Linked DNA regions of Gossypium hirsutum: region 1 is linked to region 2. The links are chromatin contacts, called in public Hi-C maps. All regions are on one chromosome and are shown on one strand. Each heading gives the region's core, a stretch centred on a gene start, on an enhancer-like site or on the middle of the called end of the contact. The rest is flanking DNA. Distances are from core to core; before and after follow the strand shown. Region 1 holds the start of LOC107929448 (conserved oligomeric Golgi complex subunit 6). Region 2 holds the start of LOC107929462 (glycine-rich protein A3).

Region 1 (5,915 bases), core at 2,101-4,600, 170 kb before region 2:
AACATTTACATGATTATCAATCGTAGTGCCAAGTTTCTTTGCATATTCAGCTGCAACCTCATGTCCGAGTAATGGTTGTTGAATAGCACACAAGCAATTGATAAGGAAGATCTTGGATGGAGCTTCAGTATTCTACATAAATTCAAGTTATAATAAATAAAAACAATAAAAGAAAGCTTAAGCCCAGAACCATGCAAGTAAGATATACGGCATCTAATAAACACAAGATCAAACAGATCTTATTACTTTATTAACCTGAGAGAAAGTAGCAGAGTTGTTATTTGACAAAATTGCATCAACTGCAGATTTACTAAGCTGGCCCGAGTCGGAACTCATTCGACTTCTTCTTGATGAGTGGCCAGCTCCCTTTGATTTATGTGCCTCTGCTGCTTGCTCACACATCTGCATTCCACCAAAGATAGCAAGTTAATCTACTGTACGTAAACCAGAAAGGAGAGACTATATTTGTCCTGATTTCAGCACGGCACTAAAGTTCTGACATACAAATTCCAATGCCGTGAATAGTGATCTGAATGGGTGTTAACTATCCTAAAATAGCAAGTACAAAACATTGTAAGGATCACTTACAAATACTACACATTTGAGAAAATAGGGTATATGCATAATTCCACACCATGCAACCAGGAAAAGATCATCATAATAAATCAATTGATCATCTAACATCAAACATGACACACCTGAATAATTGGATCAAGTAAAGCAGATATAACCGGATCAAAAGGTGGCTTTTTCCCTGAAGCAGGAACCATCATGCTGTTATATGTGTCAATTATCTCAAGCAGCACAGAGACTCCTTCCCTTACAGCTGGTGCAGGTGAAAGATCAACAGCAACAAGGGGAGGATATCGTAAAAGCTTTTCCCCGCAGCTTTTCAGAATTTCAAAGAATGTTTTCTGAGCAGCATCTTTGAGTGCCCAAAGCGTATTGCAGAGAGATGTCTCTCTCCCCAGTAGATCTGATATCTGTAAGCAAACAGATAATTGTTAGCAACAGGTGACAAGCACACCATATACAACCAGAGAAGAGACAGAGGCCACTCACAGTGTAGCTGTAGAACTCTAGCGTGTTACTAAGTTTATAAGAGATTATAAGACTAGGTTGTGACTGTAAAACTTGCTCAACTCTCACTTTAAAAGGCCGGCAAACTCCTTCAAAAATTCTATCCAGAACAAATGTCAAGTCTGCTTCAATCTTTCCAAAATCATTCTCCACATTCTTGTTGAACGGGTTTGCAGCAGATCCAGTTTCTATCAATGCGTCAGGATCAAGTAAAGCAAGCACAAGCTCACGTTCTGATGCCAAGGCCTACAAGGAGAGCAGAAAAGCAAAATTAACACATTAAATGAAATTAAATGATTACTGAATATAAATATAACCATATGGAGAAGTGATGCAGAAACCATATAGAAGTCTATTTTTTCCAAACCTGATGTAACCATCCTAGCATGTCTCCAACATAACGTAAGGGATCATGAGCATGCACTTCTATTGGTCTTGGCATCCCACCCGGTCCTCCTCGTGTAAGAGCACTTATAAATCTTCTAAATAATGCATTATGTCTCATATTTGCTACCTGTGATTAGCCGCAGAAAAATTAAATAACATGCAACAAGAAGAACCAAAAGGAGTGGAGTTATGAACATAAACTTTTGACTCAATGAAGTCACCTCTTCTGCACAATACTTGAAAAGGACAGGCCTTTCCTTGAGGCAGCGCACAGCTGTTTTCAAAAGGTCACCAACTTCTGGATTATCATTATCACCCAGTTTCCTACATTCTGCCTGAACCCACCTGCAAGAAAGGGACAAGACATGTCAACCAACAAATCCAACATTTGGGAAAATCCCCTGTATCTCCTATGTTTGGTCAAGAGTCTGCACACACAACCCATCCAACAGCAACCAAAAGCCAATAAATCTATTGAATGTAGCAAGGTTATATTCACACTTCTGGTAGAAATAAAAGCATGAAAGTAAAGACAGGAAGAGGGAGGACAGTAATTAACAATACCTCAATCTCACATGAGATTTTACTTTTAGCACGTTCCTAAACTCCAAACTCTAGATACATATCATAGTGCATTACTTAAATTCCATCTATGAATAAATGTTTTATCATTCTATATATGCTTAACCTGCATAGTCGCTCATAAGCTCCTTCTTGATACATAGCCATCATATCCATCAGCTCCAACCCAGCACGCTGTGATGGATTCTCATGTTAGTGATTGTGTTAACAAAATATTAATAATGAAAATGGAAGCAAAAGCAACTAACAAAGAGTATGAGAGAAAATTTATAATTTTTCTTAAATCTAAAGATGTCGATGGCTGATTGACAATCGTAGACATACAGTTCATATGCAGATCAGGAAATATGTTATTAACCTGATGATGGGTCCTGAGAAGTATTTTGCAATTGGCATGAATTTCTTGAACGTGAGAAAGTGCCTTGAAGAAATTTTCGTTCAGCTCTTCATCTCTCAATGCACTAATCTACAAGTGGAGGAAACGAACATAATGAATTCAAAAACGGGAGCCAATAAGTAATTAAGCTAGAAAAGAAAATTGCGGGATTAAAAGTAAACCTCTTGAGGAGAAAGCTGATAATCTCGAAGGAAGTAGGAGACTATCTGCTGCTTCTGAGTGGTAACTTCAAGTTCCTGGTTCAACCTCTCGGTTGTATTGATAATATCACCGGTGCTAGCACTGCAACTGCTCAACGCCTTCGCAATCCTATCAGATTCGATTGGATCTTTCTTTAATTACATAAAAAAAGTCGAAGACATGGCACAAAATGCATGTAAATGTAGGAAAAGGGAATTCGCAGGTCAAAAATGAAGAGAAAAGGGATGAGCATATACTTATCGCAGCAGTCGGCGAGGGAATTAACCTCGCCCTCGACTCGATCTAAAGCGAGTTGAGCAGCCTGGGAAGCACGGAGGAAATCGAGGTTGATTTGGAGAGAGCGCTTCTCAATGGTGGATCTGAGATTGCGACGCGCCTGGGGGGTGTTTTCGGTGTAGAAAGTAGAGAGAGTATTGAGAGAAGCCAAAACTTCGGAGGTATCAGTCCGGCATTCCAATACCTTCTTCAGTTTACGCGACAGCCCCGGAGCAAGCCCCCCTGTCACCATTTTCTTTTCTTCTCTTTTCCTATCGATTATCAAGTTTTCCGATTACGTTGTGCGGTCGGAGGATAGAGCTAAAGGAAAGATCATAGATCCATTTCCAGCAATAAAATGTAATTGTTGAGATTTTGTCTGGTTTTTTGATGGATGGAAAATTGTTTTCTGTGTTGATTAAAATGTAAAGCCCGATAAGTTATGGGTAATTTGAAAACGGGGCCTATACATCTGTTTGAACTTTATAGGGTACAGTTACCCAAGCATGAAGCCCCCCCAACAACAACACTCTTTATGTGACCCAGCTTTAAATAGCCCAAACCAGAAACAATGGACCCTAAAACCATGATTTAAACTTGTAATTACTTGAGGAAATCCAGGATTTGAAACCCAAATTATCTGAACCCGAAACAACCCAAATCATTTAAACTTGAATTTAACCAAAAACCCGAAACAGACTAAGACTAGAAATGACAGAACCTAAATGACCATAGCCTGAAATGATAAAAACCACCAATGACCTGACTCCCAAACCAAAGCTTCAATCTTGTATGATTTGAACCTGAATGTGAACAATTTGAACTTGAAGTAACTTTAATTTGAAAATCTAAATAGAATAGATTTAAGTTAAATGGGTGAAAAACCAACCCAGATCCACTCAATTCACATGTTTAAATGGAAGGAAAATTGTTTCTTGGGTTGATTCAACTGTAACGCCCTATGAGTTGCGGGTATTTCAAAACTGGGACTACCTACATGTATTTGAATTTTATAGGATTCAATCACCCAAGCGTGAAGCCCACCCAACATTTGGGCCCAATTGTGACTTGGCCCAAAAGTTCTCATAATTCATATTTAAGTCTAATTCGTTTTATTTAGTCCGACTGTTCATTTTCAGACTAAATTATCAAAATAGTTATTTTTGTTTGTTCCAGGTTACATTTTAGTTACTTATGTTTGAAATGTTACATTTTAATTACTTACGTTATCGTGTTGTAACATTTTAGTCACTGAGCTATTAATTGTTATTAACAGTGTAACGATAAGTTGACGTGGCACGTTAACTCATCATTTCAAACGAAAATTTTAGGTTAAATTCAATAATTGGTCCTTATATTTTAGGTTAAATTCTAGAATTAGTTCCTATATTTTTTCATTTTGAGCAATTTAATCTTTTTCTTCTATATTCTTTTAACTTTCCTTTTTTTCTTTATTTTCCATTTTCTTCTGCTTCTCCCTCGTTTTCCTCCCTTCTTCATTTCTTTTAACATAGTTTTTCTATGTTTTCCATTTTTTAAAACTAATCCACAAATTCGCCTTACTCGAAAAAATTAAATTGATCAAAAAATAAAAGTATAGAAACTAGTTTTAACAAATGGAAAATATAAAAAAATTACGTTAAAAGAAATTGATAAAGGAAGAAAAATAGAGGGAGAAGCAGAAGAGAATAGAAAAAGAGAGAGGAAGTTATAGAACATAAAAGAAAAACAATTAGATTGCTCAAAATGAAAAAATATGGGGATCAATTGTATAAATTACCTAAAATTTTTGTTTGAGATGATGATTTAACGTGCCACGTTAGCTTACTGCTACACCGTTAACGACAATTAATGACTCAATAATTAAAATATTATAAAACGATAAAGTAAATGATTAAAGCGTAACATTTCAAATATAAGTAACTTAAATGTAATCTAAAGTAAACAAAATGACTATTTTAATAGTTTACCCACTAATATATAATAAAATATTTAAAAATTTTACGTTTCTTCAAAAAAAATTATTTATATTAATATAATATTTTATAATTAAATTTAAATAAAATTTATTTTATTATTTAACTTGAATATGGATTAGGCCAAAGTGATTTTTAATCTTTTCTTTTTAGTAATCCGATCCATACTTTTTTGAAAATTAAGAAGTTATTGATATTTTATCATATTTTTTTCACGCTTTATGAAATTTGAAAAGTCAGTCTAATTGCATAATATTGTTAAATTTTGCATTTAAATCGTTGATTTAGAATCCAATAATTTAGTAAATTATGGTCGTATTTAGTAGTGCTTTTTAGAAGCATTTTTGAAGCAAAAAGAATGTTAAATAAATAATTTTTGAAGAAAATTTTTGACTTTTCAAAAGTACTTTTACCTAGATGGAATAGTTAAAATTTTTAATTTTTTTTCTCAAAAGCACTTTTGACAGTTTAATTATGTTTTCACCCTCCAATACATTGTACTTTTCTCTAGTTAATTGCTTAAAAAATATTTAAAATTTATTTTTCATATATTAAAATATTAACAACAAATTATAATAAATTATTTTCTATATTATTATTAAAATATCATAATATTAAATAATTTAAAAAATATTTAAATGATTATTTGTTACTTTATAACACCATGTCTAAAATGAACAATTTATTTTTCAAAAGTACATTTTAATAGCAATACTAAACACTTAAATATTAAACTAAACTTTTAAAAATTACTTTTCGAAACCACATTTTATAAAAAAATATATATATATTTGCATTAGATTTAAAAATTGATGGTATGCATATGCCACATATAACTTTGGTTGGTTACAAATTAATTAATAAGAAATTATGTGTAAGATCACTTCTCATGATTACTTCATCTCCCTTTCAATAAATTAAAGTCGAAACCAAAATATAAAAAAAAAAGTGGTTTATCATATTCATCATCATATTACAAATCCACTTTCTAAAAGAGCTGTTGTGATCACATTAATTAATGGGGGTGTTTTTTAACT
Region 2 (5,731 bases), core at 216-2,715:
TTATGTAAGCTTAGAGTTCTAATTGTATTCAGCTTTTAATTATAGCTATTGATATACTGTGAGGCTCAACTATAAATAGAGACCTCTTTGCTCATTGTATATTCATTGAGTTATTAATAAGAATTTTGAGAGTATTCACTCAAACTTTTCTCTCAAGTGTTCTTGCTTTTGTTCATCTTTCAAGGCTCGTTCTTACTTCGTTCTTCTGTTGTTCTTCGTGAAAATCTTAAGGGAATTCTATTGAATCCTTTATCGTTGCGAGTGAAGTTGACTTGGGCGTTTTTGCTGCTGAATCTTTTTTTTGTTACAAGTTAGGCTGACTTAGGCGTTTTGAGCAGAGAAACTGCCTAAGGCCGCACGGATCGCGTGGGAAAACTCTAAGTCCGTGACAGTTGGTATCAGAGCCAAGGTTCGAAGCCACCGTTGAAAGATGTCAAAAGAAGTTGGGGGAGTGGAGACCCGTGGGAGGGCTAGGAAAGCCAACCAATCATTTAAAAAGGATATCTTTAAGTGACTAAAATGAAAATGTAAACATGATGAGACGTATATAATCAATTGTCATTAAAAATTTGATGCTTAAGTGACTAAAATATAAACACTTCAAAAATTAAGTGATAAAATTGCAAAAAAAAATCATTTTTACCCTTTAATTAGATAGTGGCGGATAACCAACCAGGTGGGACATGGTGCAGTATTTAAATTGACTTGGAAAGCAGCCAAAATGATGTACCCCCTACGTTACATGTACCTCAACATGTTTAACTATTATACAATTTTAAATATACCTATTCGTAAATCAATCAAGTTATCTACCCAACTTGAATTGAAATTAATAAAAAAATGTTTTATTTTTATTTAAACTTAGAATATCTTTTATAGCTTTAAAACTAAAAAAAGTTTTTGTAGGTCAAAAACGAATAAAATGGTTATTCTTTTGTAACCATTAAAAACTTATTAACTTTGGTTTTATAATAATTATATTTAGTTAGATTTCATACAATGTCTAAAATTTGATGTCAATCAATAATTAAATTTCATATCTATTTACCTATTAAATAAAATTATTCAGACTTTTAAGCTATAACCAATAGAGAGAACATATTATATTATAAACTAATATATATATGTGTTTAACATTTTATTTATTTTTCAAATGTATAGGATTTTTTTTTCGTTATTTGAAGAGTCTTGATCTTGATATTGGTATTGACATTATTGTAATGTAGGAGGATACGAGTTTGAATACGTTGAAAGGTATTATCTTCTTATTTATGAGTTGAAGAGGTATTATGAGTAGTTCTAGACATTAGATCAAAAAGAGCGGATATAATCATACCATATAATGAAATTATTCAAAACAAAAACAAAAAAAGTACAAGGATCAAAATATAAAGTGCGCTATAGAGTAAGGAGCTGTAGAGGAAATTTACCAATGAAATATACGCAAAGAAGAAAAGATTCCATGACTTAGGGCTAAGGTAAAAATGGAGGTTGTAGTCCACGTGTCGTTGTCATTTAACATTAGCTAGCCGCGTCGTTTACGCGTTAGAGCAACGCGTGGAATCTCTCCTTTGTTAATTTCAAAGTGAATATATAAATATGCTAAAATATCTCCTCCCAAGACTTCCATTCCGATATCAGTCTGACTTGCTCTGTAACCGTAGGTACACACATATCTCTTCTTTTCTCTGCCTAATTTATTTTTCTTTTTCTTTTTTCTTTTTTCGAAATTTTATCTCATAGTCATAGGTAATTTGTTCTATGATCCTTTGTGTTATAGTCTTCGAAATTCCATAAAAGAAAAAAAAGAAAAGGCGTTGACTGTTTTTTACGATCTCAATTCTTTTTTTCTCAAGTTTATGTTCTAGTTGTTGATTCATTGTTATGGGAATTTCGTTGAATTTTTGTTTTTGGTAAATTTCATACTTTATTCAGTATTCGTGATTTGTTTCCTTGGGGGAATCATTTACAGATCCTTGTTATCATGTTGTGCCTTTTTTATCATTATTATTTTGATCTAAGTTTATATGTGATCATTTCATTTATGCATTTTTTTTTCTGTTTGTTCCACAGAAGTGATTATTGGTTGAGAAATCATGGGGAAGGACAAGCATAAGCCTGATGATAAGGGTCTGTTTTCACATCTTGCTCATGGTCTTAGTCATGGTGGTCATGGACACCCTCCTGGTGCATACCCTCCACCTCCTGGCGGATATCCACCTGCTGGAGCTTACCCACCTCAAGGCTATCCACCAGCTGGCTACCCTCCTCAAGGAGGATACCCCCCTCACGGCTATCCACCATCTGGCTATCCTGGTGCATCCCATTCAGGTAAAACTTCCTACATAATCGTAATGTGGTCCAAGTTTGTTATGTTAAATGTGAGATGCCAATAATTAATTACCCTTTTTGTGTGTGTGTGTGTGTGTGTGTGTGTGCAGGGCACGGTGGCATGGGAGCGCTGCTTGCAGGTGGTGCAGCAGCTGCCGCAGCTGCTATGGGGGCTCACCACGTGTCTCACGGTGCTCATGGTGCTCATGGTGCTTATGGTGCTCATGGGTTTGGTCATGGTCATCATGGGAAGTTCAAACATCATGGTGGTGGGAAGTTTAAGCATCATGGGGGGAAATTCAAGCACGGGAAGCATGGGAAATTCAAGCACGGAAAGCATGGAGGCGGCAAATTCAGGAAGTGGAAGTGATTTTACTGCCCGCAAAAGCATGGAGTATGGGGAGTCAAAACTGATATAGTGTGGAATAAGTGAATGTAATAATAATAATTTGACTTCAACTGCTTTGTATTGAATAATCAGAGACTTGTTTTTCTTTCTTTTTAATTGTTGATATATAACAATAACAACATTTGATTCAACGATCTGATATATGCATTACGACTTGCGAGACATAACTCGGAACATGTCACTGTAAACCCTGTATATTTCAACTTTGAAGCAATGAGTAGTTTGTCCATAAACCTGATAAGTTGCTAAATGGGCGGTGTAGGTCTGGAGTATCATATCTTTCCCATTCTACCCGTGTTTTTTGTCAGTAACTTGTATATGTTTTTCGTACTAAACTTTGTTCTCTTTTCTTTTTTGAGTTAATGAAGTCACACTTACAAAAATAAAATAAAGAAGAGTTTAAAATTTATTATTATTATTTTTAAAATATAAAATAAAGTAAAATTTTTAATTATAAATACATGTTAATTACCTAAAAACTTACGAGGACAAATCGTGTTTGAACTGTTGTAATTTTTGAAAGTTTTAAATGGGATATTTGATCTTTAAATCATTTCGTTCAAAACTTTTTATAATTTTATATTAGCATTCTTAAAACATGTTCTATTTTATTTTATTTTATCTCACTATAAGATTCTTAAAGTATCATAAAAATCTAAGATTTTGAAGATTATCTGAAATCTCAAGTACCTAATAACTTTTTGAAATTATGAACATATATAAATATGCCTGATTATTAATCAAGTTGAATCTAGATTTAAGCACTCCTAACCCTTCCATTATAATATGATATCTTTTTGTAAAACTAATACATCGGGATGCAGGGGAAACTAAAAATTGTACCAAAACTATTATTCTTTCTCCTCCACCTCTTCTCTTTCTTCTTCTTTTAAACTTTCTTCTTTCATAAAATATGTTATTATAACGTACGTGCTCAGAATTAAATGTCTCGTTTGGTTACTAGTGTAATAATATAATGAAAGTTTATTTATCTACGTATTACAATAGTTAAATATAAAATATGAATAGTTAGTACTGAAAAGATGAATAAAATTATTGTAAAAAGTAACTCTTCAAAATAATCGATTTCTTTTTCTTTTCTAAAATTAAGCCATGAGAGGGATTAAATATTACCAATTATGTTAATTTATTGCTAACTCATACACTCAATCATACTTCTTTTATTGCTAACTCATACACTCAAACATACTTCCACCAAACATAGCAAGAAAACGTGACTGAAATGCTCCAATTATACATAGTTCATTAATTATATTAGTTACCCAAATATGTCACACATATGTAATTACACTCAGATTTAATTATTAATTATCTTACCAAACACTAACTATCCATTTTGTTTTTGAAAATATTTCTTGTTTTTTATTTTCTATTATTTAAAAGTTAAAAAGCAGTAAACAAAATTTCAATAATAAAATGTATAGTACATTGTTTACTTACAAAAAAATGATAAATAAAATAAAACAAAAAATTACTACATTTATATGAATTTTAACTAGTGTAAGGGATTTTGATATTTAAAAATTTTATGAATAAAGAAAATAAAACATGTTCATTGAAAAAAAAAAGTTCTATTTTTCTTTAGTTCAAATATTTCCATTTTTCAAAATTTTAACCAAACATATTTTCTTTACTATTTTCCATTCTCCCTATTTCCTCAGACCAACCAGCGTCTAATATTATTCTTGGACTTGTTGAAAATTAGAAATTTAAATTACAAATATTTTTAGTGGTCTAATTAGATTTGGTTTGATGCAAACATAAATATGACATCACATAACATTCAAAATGTTTGTGCAGCCGATCAATTTGAAAATTGACCCTAATTCTACCTCATGCACACCACGTTTCCATCAAATTTTAATATTCAGTCGATCCTCACTCGATGAATCAATACTTTAGACCTAAACTAAGCATTTAGCCTTGATAAAGTAAAAGGGTAATAATAATAATAATAATAATTCTCTAGCTACATGGATAATTCAAAGCTCTCTCATGTCAACAGCATACCTTTGCTCTTAAAAGTAAATAAAACAGGAGTATCAGTATTCCTGACTCATAAAATATCAACCAAAATTGCTAAAACATAAAGAAAAGCACACTGTAGGATAATTGAAATATTTTTCTAAAACAAATGGCTTGCCGCCTCATGGATACCATCAACGGACCTCTTCTCAGCTTATCAACATACCATCACTGCTCCACTCAGAGATCCCGGGAATACCCAACATTCACGTCTTGTTGTTCATCTCATCACAATTGACAACTGCAATGGACAAACACTACCAAGTTCAGTACCCTCCACATCGAGATACTACAATCCATAAACTACACAACAGAAAAGAATGATTTCTCACCTGCCAGTAGATGTGTCGATCAATCATCTAGGTAATAATATGACCCAGCAGACTTTTGCTCTCTATCCTTGGTTGAGTCCAGTTTGTTGATTCTCGGTCGGTAATTGGTTGGGTCCCGCCTAAAAGTGATGTCCAGATGCTGTAGAACGCAACAACGAATAACATTGAGCACAACCAGAAACTTCAACCGAATAGCACAATCAAAATACAAGGGAAGTACAGAACCGAAGGGGCAACAGCTGCGAAACTCACAGATAGGAACAGATTCATGCCAGTTAACAAGGACTGAGGAGCGTTTGCAATACAATCCACTGAAGGCTTCCCCTCGTAGACAATAACTCTATCTGCGAGGTAAGTCGCCATTATAAAATCATGCTCGACCACAAACGCAGTTTTCTTTGCATGGAGGATAAACCTCTTTATGACTTTAGAAGCAACAATACGCTGCTCGGAGTCAAGATAAGCACTTGGTTCATCTATCAGATAAATATCTGCTGGCTGCATGGAATAAAACATACATATGCATCAGGAAGGATAAAAAATTGGACAACCCATAAGACTTTAAATTTGAAAAGCAAATACATAACAAAGAAAATGGCATACCAACATTTCG

The links. Hi-C and Micro-C count contacts between places; a contact is called where the count stands out from the background.
Region 1: a contact with region 2 is called in a Hi-C map of leaf, with 2.3 times the contacts expected there. The contact joins the promoter of LOC107929448 here to the promoter of LOC107929462 in region 2. A contact is called at or near these places in 5 of 34 Hi-C or Micro-C datasets (all in leaf).

Annotation. Positions count from the first base shown.
Region 1 is chrA08:110,437,417-110,443,331 of Gossypium_hirsutum_v2.1, reverse strand. It overlaps LOC107929448 (conserved oligomeric Golgi complex subunit 6), which reads right to left and starts at 3,350. Exons shown (of 10, transcript XM_016860876.2): 1 at 2,884-3,350; 2 at 2,608-2,755; 3 at 2,408-2,515; 4 at 2,156-2,223; 5 at 1,689-1,812; 6 at 1,448-1,594; 7 at 1,063-1,326; 8 at 699-983; 9 at 256-402; 10 at 1-132. The coding sequence starts at 3,155.
Region 2 is chrA08:110,269,343-110,275,073 of Gossypium_hirsutum_v2.1, reverse strand. LOC107929462 (glycine-rich protein A3) reads left to right here and starts at 1,465. Exons shown (of 3, transcript XM_041074386.1): 1 at 1,465-1,664; 2 at 2,074-2,331; 3 at 2,442-2,871. The coding sequence starts at 2,097. The coding sequence ends at 2,701. It overlaps LOC107929447 (ABC transporter E family member 2), which reads right to left. Exons shown (of 12, transcript XM_016860873.2): 10 at 5,371-5,616; 11 at 5,119-5,257; 12 at 4,689-5,027. The coding sequence ends at 5,138.